2 separate regions of the Anas platyrhynchos genome follow, and region 1 is linked to region 2. The links are chromatin contacts, called in public Hi-C maps. All regions are on one chromosome and are shown on one strand. The core of a region is the stretch at or near the end of the contact, and the rest is flanking DNA. Distances in the headings are between cores, read along the strand shown.

The links. Hi-C and Micro-C count contacts between places; a contact is called where the count stands out from the background.
Region 1: a contact with region 2 is called in a Hi-C map of skeletal muscle, with 4 times the contacts expected there. The contact joins the promoter of DNAJC10 here to the enhancer-like site in region 2. A contact is called at or near these places in 3 of 8 Hi-C or Micro-C datasets (F1 follicle, skeletal muscle and subcutaneous adipose tissue).

The regions. Positions count from the first base shown.
Region 1 is chr7:25,835,244-25,841,863 of IASCAAS_PekinDuck_T2T, reverse strand. DNAJC10 (DnaJ heat shock protein family (Hsp40) member C10) reads right to left here and starts at 3,021. Exons shown (of 23, transcript XM_005016814.6): 1 at 2,695-3,021; 2 at 2,079-2,436; 3 at 1-157. The coding sequence starts at 2,276. It overlaps PDE1A (phosphodiesterase 1A), which reads left to right. Exons shown (of 18, transcript XM_027461479.3): 2 at 5,365-5,401. The coding sequence starts at 5,376.
Region 2 is chr7:25,636,900-25,644,221 of IASCAAS_PekinDuck_T2T, reverse strand. The region is part of intron 15 of PDE1A (phosphodiesterase 1A); the gene reads left to right. Among named protein-coding and RNA genes, the nearest start is that of PPP1R1C, 73 kb to the right of the region's middle. Within about 2 kb of position 3,896, at least 1 of the 8 cell types and tissues checked has an H3K27ac peak or open chromatin away from gene starts, as enhancers often do.

The DNA of each region.
Region 1 (6,620 bases), core at 1,772-4,271, 200 kb before region 2:
AACGATAGAAGTGCCAGCTTTCATAACGACCTCCTTGCTGCTGATCTTCAAGGCCTTTCTCTCCATATTTATCATACTTCTTCCGTAGATCTTCATCTTTAAGTACTTCGTAGGCTCTATTTATTTTCAAAAAATTTTCATGTGCATTTGGATCATTCTATTTAAGGAAAAACTATAATTAGTAAATAATAAACCGCATGGTAACGCTGAGAAAATAATCTTTGAAAATTTTTTGCCAGTTGCAGTGGAAGCTGACACTAGTGGTCTCCAAACAAACTACAGTAAAGTTTTCCTTTCCTAAAGCCCAATGCATATCCTTCTCATTTCTTCATTCTCACTAAGGTACCAACTGAAATACAAAGCAAACTGTTAGGAAGCTGTAACATTCTCCAGTGATGCCTCTTCTTTCAACTCTCCTAACTTTTGTTTGACCTCCTCTCCTTTCAGATTAAGTTTCCTGTGCAACTTCTATTCCCTTGAAAAGAATACACAATGTGTGTGTAGGAGAAGTGGGGGCATACATGCAAATTTAGCAGGATGCTTCTTCCAACAAGTAAAACACTGTCAGTGCATCTCCCAGCTGAAAATATTTTGTCCTTCTGAGCTCAGCTCAGTAGATTAAATGAGTTATACTGGTATACGAACTTGAAAAAAATACATTCCCTATTTTCTCTTATTACTTTGGATACTTGTATACTTGTATATAATGGACCTTGTTTTGCAAATGCAGAGGAATGAAAAAAAAAAACACAACACACACCAAAAATCCTTAAGAACGGAGACTTGCTATATCTCATGGCTTATAGGCTCCTTTACTTATCTGAAAAGCATTCTTAGTTCTAGGTATTCTGGGTTCTTAAGAATTAGAATAGTGAAAAATGTACTTGGAACTCCAGTTTGGGTCCTGAGCTGGTGCAGTGTAACAGTGGTGAACAAGATCTGTAGTGATCTCTCCCACCTTTTTTACTTCTGCTTACACATTTCATTCAAAAGGCACTTCCTTAAAGATACTTCATTCTTAAAAATACTTCACGTAGTTACATAGATGCACATGAAATGAATTGCTATTATGGAATTTGTGTAATGGCTTCATCGTCTCCGATCATCTTCAATGTTGCAAGCAATATGTTGAAAAATTGTTTGTTGTATTTCAGTAATATTGGCATACATCGAAGCTATAGAATCTGATCTGAAATATTAATATTTTGAACGTTTAACCCAGTGAAACCATAGCTTGCTGTTAATAGGTACAAACTGGCATTTCTAACTTGGTTGGGATCTGGCTTTCTCTTTGAGCTTTGTCATATTCATATCCATTGTAAAAACATCGTTTGTACTATGTGCAGGCAGGCCATGAGCCTACACAGCACATCAGTGTCCTGTGTGTCTCTGTGCAGGTGTAGCTGCACATAATACTTAGCACATAAGTGCCAAACACCATATTTCCCATGAACTTCTGATTAATTAAGGAAATCTTGAAAAAAAATTATGGCAATTAAGTTTTAAAAAATTATTTCTTTGTACTTTGGAAAATATGGTATCACACACTGAACCATTCCCAGTCATGTTTCTCTAGTCACCCTACAGCTCCTTTTTACCCTCCTTCATTAGGCCTTGGCAGTCCTAGAATTTCTGCTTTGTTCTGTTTGACACCTGGAGACTGATGTCTCAAGACAGGCTGGTGTTGTTTGCTCTTTGGTTGAGACTTCACAGTAGGGAAACGGTGATGTCCCCCAAGCTAAATAGAAAAAGATAAACTCATCAGTTTACCAACAAGGTAATATGGTACAGATACATGTTTTCTTGTATTTACAAAAATGCAACCAAGAAGTAAATGATACTGCATTTTTCCTTCAGCAATTTGACATGACCCAAATGTCAACAGAACCACGTATATTACCAGTCAACCCCTCATGGTCAGATCTTCTCTACAGAAAATCTGAGCTAAACCACATTGCCAGCTCTGTACATTACTTCACAAGAACAGAGAAACATTTTAGATAAAGTAAAAACACATCCTGTTTAAACATTAAGACCCCTTACCTCAACATCATTGACCTGTTAAAGATGAAACTTACCTGATTTTTATCAGGGTGTAACTTTAATGCCAGTTTTTTGAATGCTTGTCTTATTTCTCTACTGCTTGCTTCTTTGGATACTCCAAGTAAACTATAGTAGTCCTGATCAGTGCACACAAGAACTATTGCACATACTAAAACTAACAGTAAAAATCTCAAGTATCTGGTATGATCTCCTTTGGACAATACAAACTCCATCGTGAAGCTTCTGGAAAGTTTACAGGTTCTGATTTGAGCAGGCTTTGAGAAGAGTCTTTGGTAAATCCACTGATGTTTGGAGATGGGCTGTACTTATGACAGACCTCTTCAAAATCCTGGTTGTCCTACTTCACATCACAACTCTCACAAGAATTCCAATCTATAAAAAAGGGGGGAAAAACAAACAAGTATATACTTCAAGTAATTCAATATACACGAGTAAAGAGCTGCATCGCCAGGTTTTGCGGTCTGCACATGAAGTTTCCTGACGGCGAGCTACCTGCTTCCCGAAGGCCACTCAACTAACAGACCAGCCCTGCATTCAGCGCCTTGTTGACTCAGGCAACGAAGCAAAGCCTTAACCAGGCGGCCGGCCCAAGCGCGTCCTGCCTCCGGCCCGCTCCTCCATCGCACTTACTCGCAGCACCCCGGGGGGACGCTTCTCCCAGGGCCGGTGCTTTCAGCCTCTGGCAGACCGGCCGGGCGCGGGGGCCGCCGCAGGGCCGCGGCCGTGAGGTAACGGAGCGGCGAGGCCGGGAGGCGCCGGGGGCCGCCCGGGGCGGGGTCGCCGCCTGCTCCGCTCCGCTCCGCTCCCCGGCCGGGCCGTGCCCGCAGCGCGGCTCTCAGCGTGCGGCAGCGGCGGGCCGGGCGCGGAGCAGCATGGGGCGGCGGCGCCTTCTCCCCGTTGCCGGCGGAAGGGCGGCCCGCACCGGGATCCGGCTCGGGGCCGGAGCGGGCGGGGCGGCTCCGGGATGACGTGGCGGCCGCGCCCGCCCCAGGCGGGGCTCGGCTCCTCCCGGCCGCTCCCCGCGGCTCGGCCCGCCCAGCCCCAAGCGGGTTGGGGGGGGTGCTGCTGCCGCGCCCCTCAGCGGGACGGAAAAAAGCTCGAGATAAGGGCGGGCGGTCACCAGTTGTCCTTACGGGCACAGCACTGGCTTGAGGAAAATTAATTAATTAATTAATAACGGCAGAGCAGTGAGAGCTGAAAACAAACTGGAAACACCCTCCTCCCGCCCGCCCTCCTCTGCCTCTTCTTCCCGAGCGGGGCGGGGAATAGTGGCCAGCCCCGAGCGCTTCAGCTCCGACACTTGGCCGTGGGGGCTGTCCCGCGAGGGGTCCCTCCCGCGGCAGGGCTGCTCCGCGGGGCTCTGTGGCACGGGATCCGCCCGTCAGGAGCGGGCTGCTCGGCACGGGTCCCACAGAGCGGCAGCTCCCTTCAGGGCACGTCCACCTGCTCCACCAGGGGCTTCTCCACACACCACAGGAGAACTTCTGCTCCAGCGCCTGGAGCGCCTCCTGCCCTCCTCCTTCACTGACCTTGGCGTCTGCAGGGCTGCTTCTCTCACGTTTTCACTCCTCTCTCACACAGCTGTGGCACAGCGTTTCTTGCCTGTTCCTAGATACATCGCCACAGAGGTGCCACCAGCGTCGCTCACTGGCTTGGCTCTGGCCAGCGGCAAGTCTCTGTTGGAGACAGACAGAACCAGCTCTTACCTGACGTGGGGCAGCTCCTGGGCTTTCCTCACAGAAACTGCCAGAAACTGCCCCTGCTGCTCCCCCACTACCAAAACCTTGCCACACAAACCCAAAACACACACAAACGTGGCCATTATGTGTGAGGACCTGGCTGCATCCGCAAGGGAGCCTCTGGCCGGCTGAGGGAGGCTGGTAGTGAAGAGATGCAAGTGGCAGGAGGAGGAGTGCTGAGGAAGCTCTGTGGTGCCAGGCCTGCCTGGGCACGGCCAGGATACTGACACACCCCAAGCTCTCCAGTATGTGGCCAAGCCCTGATCTCTGTCCTGAGCCCAGAAGCCTCTCAGTGGGTGCCTGAAGGTCTCTGAAGATAAAGACAGTCAAGGAGCCCATTTCCCCAGGAGCGCTGTCCCACAGCACAGGGAGCTGCCCTCACCTCAGCGAGGCTCATGGCAGAGAGAGGCTCCAGGAATGGACAGACTGCAGTGATCTCCTCATGGTTGGTCACTTCTCTTTCCTCACATATCTGCACAGGAGCATAAATGTCTGAAAAGAAACAGACCTGAAACATTGCTGGGGGTGCCCTGCTGAACACAGTTCTTCCCACTGTGAGGAGGGAGGCAGAACAAGTAACCTGAGGTGTGGTGGGGTTGCGGGACCCCTCCAGGAGTGCGCTGGGGTATTCCTTGCCCAGGTCAGGCAAAGAAGCAAAGTCCCATTTGTCACAGCGAGGGCCATTAAGGGATTCAGAAGTGGTATGGTCTTTTGAGGGAAGTGATGGGCTTCTTTATAAAGCTCAAAAATGGTTGAAAACTGAGCTTGCTACACATTATTGCTATTTGCATAGACTTGTTTTATGATCAAGGCCTGGAAAGTGGGTTCTCAAATAAATGTGCATTGCAAGAAATATTTGAAACACTGCCCATGCAATTCAGACATGCTTACAGTTTGACTCTCCACACAGGTGCTTAGTTTGAAATTATGTCAGATAATAGTTCTCTATCCTTTTTATGCAGACAAAACTGAATGTAAGTTACGTACTTCAGCCCAGGTCAAGCTGCCATAGAAGCACTTTAAGGGTCATTGATGAAATGAATTGATTCATGCTGTTTGTTTACTTTTCAGTCTCAGCTATCTAAACAAATGTTTCCATTGTGAAATATTTGGGTAAAAACAAACAAACAAAACAAAACAAACAAACAAAACCAACAACAAACAGTAGCCAGTGAAGACAAAAATATGGAGTGTACCTGAGAAATTAGTTTCTGATTTTCATGTTACTACAACCTTATGGAAATCAAAACATCTGTCAAACTAATGACAAATATAAATATATATATCTGCTGAAACATTTGAATCTCCTCCCTAATAATTTTGCGACAAAGTAGGTTAAAGTGAAAGACACCATTATTTTTAATTTTCAATTTAAAAAAATTAAATGATGCTTTATATTACACATTTAAATGCAACTTTTATCTCTTTATGTGGGCACTCATTGACTTGGTATCTTTCAGGTGAGGTAGGGACACTTACTGCAATTGTTAAACATAAGAGATATTTTAGTCCTAAGTTATTTTAGTTAGTCATTTTTTTTTTTAATTTTTATTTTTTCCAGATCAAGCTTCAATGAGAGAAATACAAGCAACTGCTAGGTAAGTGAACTCAGTTATCGCTATGATATGTAGCTAGAAAGCAATGTTAGATGTGTCATTCATTGCAAAGGGTAAAAGCTTTCTTGTTTAGCTAGAGGAATACAAGAAAAGGCATTTCTTGATCTTCAGTCATGATTAAAGTGTAGTAACTCTAATTTATTTTAAAGTAATGCAGGTATAGTGGTTATATATGTTATTGAAAACAATGCATGTATAAAAATATTCCTGAAACTATTTGCTTCAGTTCCTAATGGTAGTGAGTTCCATGAGTTAATTATTCTGCTTTTCTTTTTGTCTGTGGTTGTGAAAGCTGAATGTGAGTGTTAATGGAGATGAGAAGCAGACATTCCTACATAGTTGTAAGGACAGGGTTCACTTTAGCAACTGACTGTCCATTTATCATATTACTTCAATTTTCTACTGTTGATATTCTGATTTAGTCAATAAAATGCCATTTTCTTTTCTCAACTGCTGTTTTAAATCAAAATACATGTCTGTACAACTAGATGGCAAAATAATGTTACTTCTGTGTTTTTCTGCAATGTACCAGTAATATATAACAGACTGGGCTGTTACATAGTTGATTTTCATTAATTAAGGAATACCTATTAACGTTTTGGTTTGTTCCCCTACTCATTAGTGTGGGTTTGTGTTGGGTCAAGGTGATCAGAAAAGTCCTCCAAAGTTTCATGGAGTTCTGATCTGTGCAGTGCTGAACAAATGCCTGGAAAGAATGAGAAAAGCTACTTTAGGTTAAAACACTCTCTAATGGTAGAGCTTTTGATGTAGGTGGAGGGCGTAATGACCTGTGACCCTTGTGACTTTGCATGACTCACAAGCCAACTTCATCCTCTTCTGTGCTTCACTTTGATAGGCTTCTGTCATCTGCTTGTGCAAGGGTTGTAGTGAAGTGTAACTGAGCAAGGCCATTGATGTATGCAACGGATGATAATACCTTTTCATGTGGATTTTATCCAGTTTGAACTATTAGCCATGAGAACAGTTTGAAGCTCATTCCAATCTATGGCTGTCTTTAGCAGTCATACACTTGAACAAGCACCCAGCTTACTGCTGTTATTTGTCTATTTTTACCTTTTACTACGTCAGTTTTGCATCTGCTTTAAAAAGTCATGCCAGTAACTATAAATAACGATAGTGAAAGTCGCTCTTTCACTTGACTTACCACATCGAGTTTGTATTTAGTAATGATTTAATTAAA
Region 2 (7,322 bases), core at 2,647-5,146:
TTATTTTCCCTCTCCCTATAAAAATACATAGTTGTACTGTATTCATTGATTTTATTTCATATTTGTTTAGATGGCCCTGTTTTGTTCTCTCAGGAGTCTTAGAGAGATGTAGGTAGCCAGGCTATGAGAGGAAATCCTACAGCCCATGTAACAAGGCTCTGTGTTACTCAGTTTATCTTTAGAGGGATGGTTTGAAAAAGTGCATTTTTGCATATTAATGCTAATGCTGACATCTAACTGATGCTGACATCTGCCTTAAATGCCAAAGCCAACAATTCAAAGTATGATGTTTTGCTGCATTTGTTAAGAAACATAAAAATGATACTTTGCTATTAGAAATGCTATTTGTTCTGCACTGTATGGAACAAAATTCTTTATCACAGGTTTCTTGGCACTATGCTGTAGACAATTATTTAAATAACCCAAAATAAATATTTTGGCAATCACAGATTGTATTAGACTCAAATAAGTCCAAAAGTGACTTTTGATTTGCCAGTTGTTAGCTAATAATAACAAACCTACATCAAACATCTTAGTTCATGAGCCGTAACTGAAAATTTTTCTGGGGTTGCAGTTATCTAAGTGAAATGACTGTGGTAATTGTTGTGTGAACACAATTTATAACCTTGATCCAGGTTAACTGAATGCCATTTGAGAACATACTGTCCACACAGTTTGTGCTGTTTCCAAGTACCTAGAGCATTTTAGCATAGTGTTTCACTGCTGTGAAGAACTGAACATGATCTAATACTGACTGTCAGGAATGATACATTGGTATGTACAGCCTTGTCTCTCACCCCATCATCCAAAGCAGCATTTTTTTTCTCTCTCATTAAGAGAATATTAAGTAAGAACAAGCTTCCTTACTTATATGGTGATGGTGACTTGAGAGTTAGGCAGAAATGGCAGCTGAGGAGGAGATGTAATTCATATTGTCACTTCTGCACAAGCAATTTCATATGATCAATTGCCTCTTTTGATATTGTCCAACTAATACTGTGTGGTCAAAAGGACAAAACTGCTAATTTATGATGATCCATGGCTGGCAGGAGTAGGCCATGGACCAGCTAGCTACAGCCTACAGAAATCAAGTGGTCCTGGGCTATCTACATCCAACATCCTTCAGTGTGGAAGAATGAAGAACTTGCTGTCCGGAAGTTTGCCACTTCCAGTTACATCTACTACTAACAAGCCAGTTTGATTTTGGTACATCAGCATTCTGCTACATTACTCTGGAGGTGTACACTGCTATCAAAAGCTAATTTCTTCTTCGTTTTCAGTACTTAGTAGTGCTCTATAAATTAGTGATAGACTCAGTTAAGTTAAACTGGACTATTAACAGCCATAGAAAAGACAGAGCTTCTCACAGTAAGAGATTTAAGAACTCTTTGAGGGTAAATGGTTATAGAGTCATGGTTATAGAGTATACAGTTATAGAGTATACAGTCAATCTTATTGTGAGGCCCAGCAAGATCCAAGAAATCAGGAAGGTTTTTTACAGGGAGAAATAGATTTATTAATGTTCAAGACCTCTATGGACCTTGTTGAGATTTTAGTTATTCAGATTCTAGGATCCCCATATTTTCCTCCACCACCTGATGAAGTATGTCTAGGTATTTTCTGAACAGAATTATGGTATTACAGTAGAACATACATTAGGAAAACTGATGGATAAGTGGAGGTGTCTGGTGTAGAGGCTAGACCTTGATGAATGATATCTGTTCTGTGTGATTTTGGCTGAATCTGTTTTGCAAAACCTCTGTGAGAACAAGGAAGAGATTTATAGAAAACTGCTCCCATAAAGAGGCCACTTGCAGCAACATCTATAGTTGACTGGATCACAGCATGAAGACCTTCATGGTAGCTGGTTAGAATCTAGAGGGACCTTGTGAATAGTGCAAATACTTTTGAGTACAGATTTCTATTTTATTAATACACATATGATAAGGTTTTTTTATATAAAAGCTATGGAGGGATTTTATAGGTTTTGTGAAAGTTAAGATATTTTCCATTCATGTTTTTGCATTGCAATTAATACTTTTACTCCATGTGTGCTGCACACATGGAGTACTCCAAGTGTTGCTGGAAAAGAAGAAAAGTTTTCACTAAATTAATATCTTCTATGGAGCACTATCTAAGGTAGCACATATGTTCCTTGTTACAAAATAAGAATAAGCAATCTTCCCACATTGGTTCAGACTAGCAATATATCTTCTCTGATGTTGCGCCCTGAAAAGACTAAAAATCCTTAATCAGAGTGTGCCAAATTAGCATATAGTAAAGAATGAAAAAATGTTGAACCCTTTCCACTTGAAATTCCTTTCAGATTGCTCTCAAGTTTGACTAAGTTTGTAAGTGAATAGCCTGAGACCTTGAACCTGAGATAATTTGTCTTGTTCTGTCAGGATCTCATGTCTTGTTCTGTCAGGATCATTTGCCTTGTTCTGTCAGGATCTCATGCTAGTGTTTCTGACTGTTGCCGAGAAGCGTTTAGGTTGCTCTGGACATATGTACGAAGCTGTATTTTATTCATATGTTAGTAGGAGCACCTACTGAGGGAAGATACCAGGGATAAATCACTGCCAGGTGAAAAGAATGTTGTTTCTGTCATTATTTTTGGAAAGATAATTTATTACAAACCCCGAAGAGCTGAGTGTGCTGAGAGAGTGACATGTATGAGGACAGCATGCAGTGGTAACAAGCAGGCTAGCTGTTAGCGTAGACCTCCAAACACTTCCTGAACTGACTCTGACTAACAGTACTTGTGCTTTTAAAAGAACCATCTGCATTCTTGTCCATAGGTCTGCAAACACCATATGTTGTTCCCAAACCACCAGATCAGATCCCAGACTCAGGAGAAGTTATCCCTATAATACAGTGTAGTAATACAGATGAACAAAAAACAAACAAAAACTAACAATAATCCTTGCAGTCTCCTGAGCATGACCTGGACTTGTTCTATCTTCTCACCTTATAAGAGTAAGGCTACAGGTGGAGCACTGTCTGGGAGACAGTTCAGTGGAGGCAGCAGGTGCTGAGGTAGATGGTCTGACTCCTGTACTCAGACAGGCCAGAGCAGAAGACCAAGATACACTGGCAGGGTTGTACTCAGGGCAGCTTCCTGGAGATCCAGCAGGTCCAGCTGCTGGTGCTACTGCTCCCTGAAATGGTGCTCTTGAGACTGATGACTCAGAGCAAGCAGCTTGTGCAAGCAGCAAAGTGCCTTATTTTGGGAAAGCCTGTATTAATAAGGAAAGCGCTTATCTACCCAGGCAGTAGTTTGAGAGCTTCCTTACCAAAAGGTTCACAAAATAAGATGGTTCCATTTTTCTAAAAAAAAAAAAAAGGCCATGTCTTGTATAATTGATGCAGAGTAGCTCAGTCCTCTATAGCCTAAGGGTCCTCAACCTTTCACCACTGGAGAATTAGAGGAATGTTTCTCAGGCCTTTCGGGGAATTATGTTAACAGGGAATTACCATAATGATCAAACATCTGGGATTCTAATTTGAAAGCCTTGATGTTTAATTAATATTCCAAACCCCTAATCACCAGATAATCTGTCTTTGTTCAACACAGTGATAAAGAGACCATTTCTGCATTTTTTCAACACCTAGTAGTGACGGCCGCTCCTATTTGAATTGTGATAGTTGTAGCAAACTGACAGTAAAATGCTCAGATGACTCTGAGAGGTTGTTACATTAGGGAAGATGTTTGCTTAATGGATTCTAAGATCTGGGAATTATTGGCCTATTGAAAAACCTGTAAGAAACAACTTGTTGGGAAAGATTTAAGTGTAATATAAGATACTTCATGATGCAGTTATACTTAGAACACAGAAAATTTGCACAGAGGCACAGACAGCTTAGGACACTCACCACATGGTGAGTACACTGCAGGGAATGCAGTGTACAGACCAAGGGTCTAGCTGCCAGTTGGATAGGCCCATCATTAAAGCATGCTAACGTTGTTCAACTTCAGAATAATATGACCAGCAGTGCTATTCATTCTTCCCAGTGTATGCTTATGTGATGAGTTAACTGTTACAGGACCTGAACAAAAGTTGCATTATTTGTATGGAAAGCAATCAGTTTCAAACTGTCCTCAACACCTTTTGCCTAAGCATAGTGCTGCATGGCTCGAAAAACTTTGCAAGGCTCTCACACTGTCTTGTGCTTAATTTTGATAATAAAAATAAGGAAAAAAACAATTTGTATCTTTGTAGTGAGGATCAGCTTTTTTTTTTTTTTTTTATTTACCCATTGGCTGCAGCTTTGAATAACAAATGTCTCTTCTGAAAGACCTCGGCATCATACCTGCAGGCCCCCCTCAGGCACTTTCAGTCCTGCATCTTTCCAGTCACAATAACCACAGGGTTCAGCTCCATTTTGTCTGAAAGATTATCTCTGCAGACTCCCTAATAAGATGAGTAAAAGCTGCTGAAATGCAAAAATCTGATGGCATATTAATCTGATTTAGCGGCCACGAGGAGGGGTGGGTGTTAGGAGGACATGTGTGACAGTCATGGAAACTGAGTGACACTTTGGCACATGAAATCTACCCTAATAGACTGTATTAATCTGTTGGAGAAAAATAAATTCAGAGGGCTAACAGAGCCCCATGTAGTACCAGAGACAGTGATTTTAATTGTAGTGCTAAAATGTTTAGATCACAAGCAGTTTTGAGCTAATGCAGAAAAGTGTTAAGAACTGTGGTAAGAGAAATTTTCTGAGGTCTGAGGAAGTACAGTGACCGGTCTGAGCCAAGAGTGGCAGGAAATATTTAGTATTTGTGGTGTCTGGTAAATCAGACTGAGGAACTGTGACTGAACCCAAGAGCAGGACCTGTTACATGTCCCCCCACAACATATACCAGTGGACAATAAAGCCTTTCCTTACATTCCCTGTATGACATAATGCTGTGGCATCGAGTGCCACTGGATTATATGGTTTGCAGTAATTTTTTATACTTCTAAATCTGTGATGAAATCTGCCTCAGGAATTGAACGTGGAAGGGGCTGGTGACTAGATAACTCTGTGGGTTGCTGTGATCTATTCTTGGGTTTGGAAAAGCCAGCCATGGTTGTTTGGGAACTCTTGGAAATTTCTTTAGAGTCCCAGAGGCACCAGGATCAGTCCTCTTGCTTTCTGCACAGTTTTGATCTTTACTGCTGCTCTCTTCCTCCTCTCTTTAAAATGGCTGACGTGAGAACATGTCTTTTGGGAAGATGCATTTCCTTCCAGTGTTGTCCTGGGTTAGGTCTTTTGTCCCTACTTTGTGGAGCCTGGTTTTCCAGTAAAAAAGAAAACTGACAAGCCTAGAAATCAAAGTCTTGTAGTAATATATAAAGGGAGTCCATAACATCAAGTAACATTCTTACTTAAAAAATCCTCAAATCATTTCATTCTTAGTGAAGCCGAAAAGCCTTCCTCTCTAATTCAGTAGTTTGCTAATTCTTAATGCTTCAATGTCATTGCAACTTTCCATAAGGGTAAATTATTATAGCTTATTTTCAATAGAGCAATACAAATACTGATGTGATTCAACAGACTTTAGCTTTACTGGGGTATGGTGCTCTGGCAGTAGCTGCCGTTAACTGATTCTTGGTGTTCCACTTACACATGGCTTTTGTGTTTTTCCTCTCCACTCTTGGTAAGTCAGGACATGCTAAAGCAGTGCAGTCGCTGGAGACAGAAGAGTCTCATTTAAGCCCTCTACTGTACAGATGATGGTAGCTGAAAGATCTGTTTCTTATTACAGAAAGGCCAGGAAAAGAAAGTCAATGGACAGACGGAGAAGTAAAAGAGAAAGTCCCAAAATGTAGAAAAGCTTCTTCACCACCTAGTAAACCTTATCCTGAAAATGTTGCTGTGCACATAGGCAGTAACACAGCTGAGCCAGTGGACATCGGTGCTGCAGATGGTCCTGCAGCCTCACCAGGGCTTGAGAAGCAGCAGAGCTGTGATACTCTGGAGACTATGGGGTCCTGCAGTAACTCCCAGAGGCACAGTGCTAGCCAAAGATGTATGACAGTTCTGATGGTCTATGAAAATTTTGATCCTTCCCTAGACTGACAAGAATTCAGCACTCCAACGCACTCCAGTGAACAATAGGTAACCGTATGTCAAATTTTTTGACAAAATAAAGCTTCCAGCCATGTTCATTGCTGGCACTGGGAAACATCATGAGGACTGAGCCTTTTATTTCATTTCTGTAATAAGAAATCAGTGAGAATCCTACTACATTCTCATAAATAAAAACACAGTACAAGGTACTTTTATTGAGAAAAGGTTAGGATGTTTAGAGGGTTTATATATTTAAAAAATCTCAAAGCGACTAAAAGGTCACATTCATCCAACCAAAGCAAGAAGTGAGGATCTCAGCTGCTCTGCAGCACTCACAGCTACCTACACTTTCCTGTTCAGCTGTGAAACTATACAAGGAGGGCTCATAATCAACAAGAACAATATTTATTTAAAGAACCTGCTTCAATTTTCAGACATTTATCAGTCAAAAAAAAAAAGAAGGTGACATAACAAAAAACTAGTAGTATTTGGTCAAAGAGGGAAAGAAAAGAAGACACCTTCAGTAGTTAACACATTTTCTGTAGATGCAAAAAAAAACAATAAACAAAACAAAACAAAACAACAACAAAAAACAACAACAACAAAACAAACAAACAAACAAACAAACAAAAATGCACAACCAAACAAAAACCCCACAAAAGCTGAAACTACTGAGTAGCAGAATTTTTCAAGTATTCTGAAACCTGGCTGTTGTATCACAACTCCTGCCAGTTTTCCAAACAACGGAATGCATGACAATTATTTTGCCAACATCCCAGCCTAAACACATGAGAAGAAAGATACCACTTATACCATGTTTATTTATCAGATGACATTGTTTCTTCTCATGAAAGATAGTGATTTAAGGCAGGAGTTCAGAAATGGCAGAGAAGTACTGAAGAGAGGGATATGACTGAGCCATCCCTAACATACCTGTTAGGAGAACGTTTTACAAACTTGAAGAAATTTTGCTGGATAACACTTGGGTTCTTGTAAAGAAAGCAAAACCAAACAATTGAAAATATGTAAATAAGCCTGGCTCCAGGCACTCCAACCAAGTTAAAAAAGGGTGAGCAAAAATGGTTGCAAAAATAATGCCTGCCCTGAGTTCACTGTAGAGCACACTTTTGCCTGCCTTTATCTGAATGGATGTGATATTGTTAAGATGCTCAGTGTCCAAAAAAGAGATGTGTGTTTTCTGGAAGGTGGTGTGGTTTAAGCCAGCAGGATTATTCAACAGCCTGCTACTGCCACTTTTG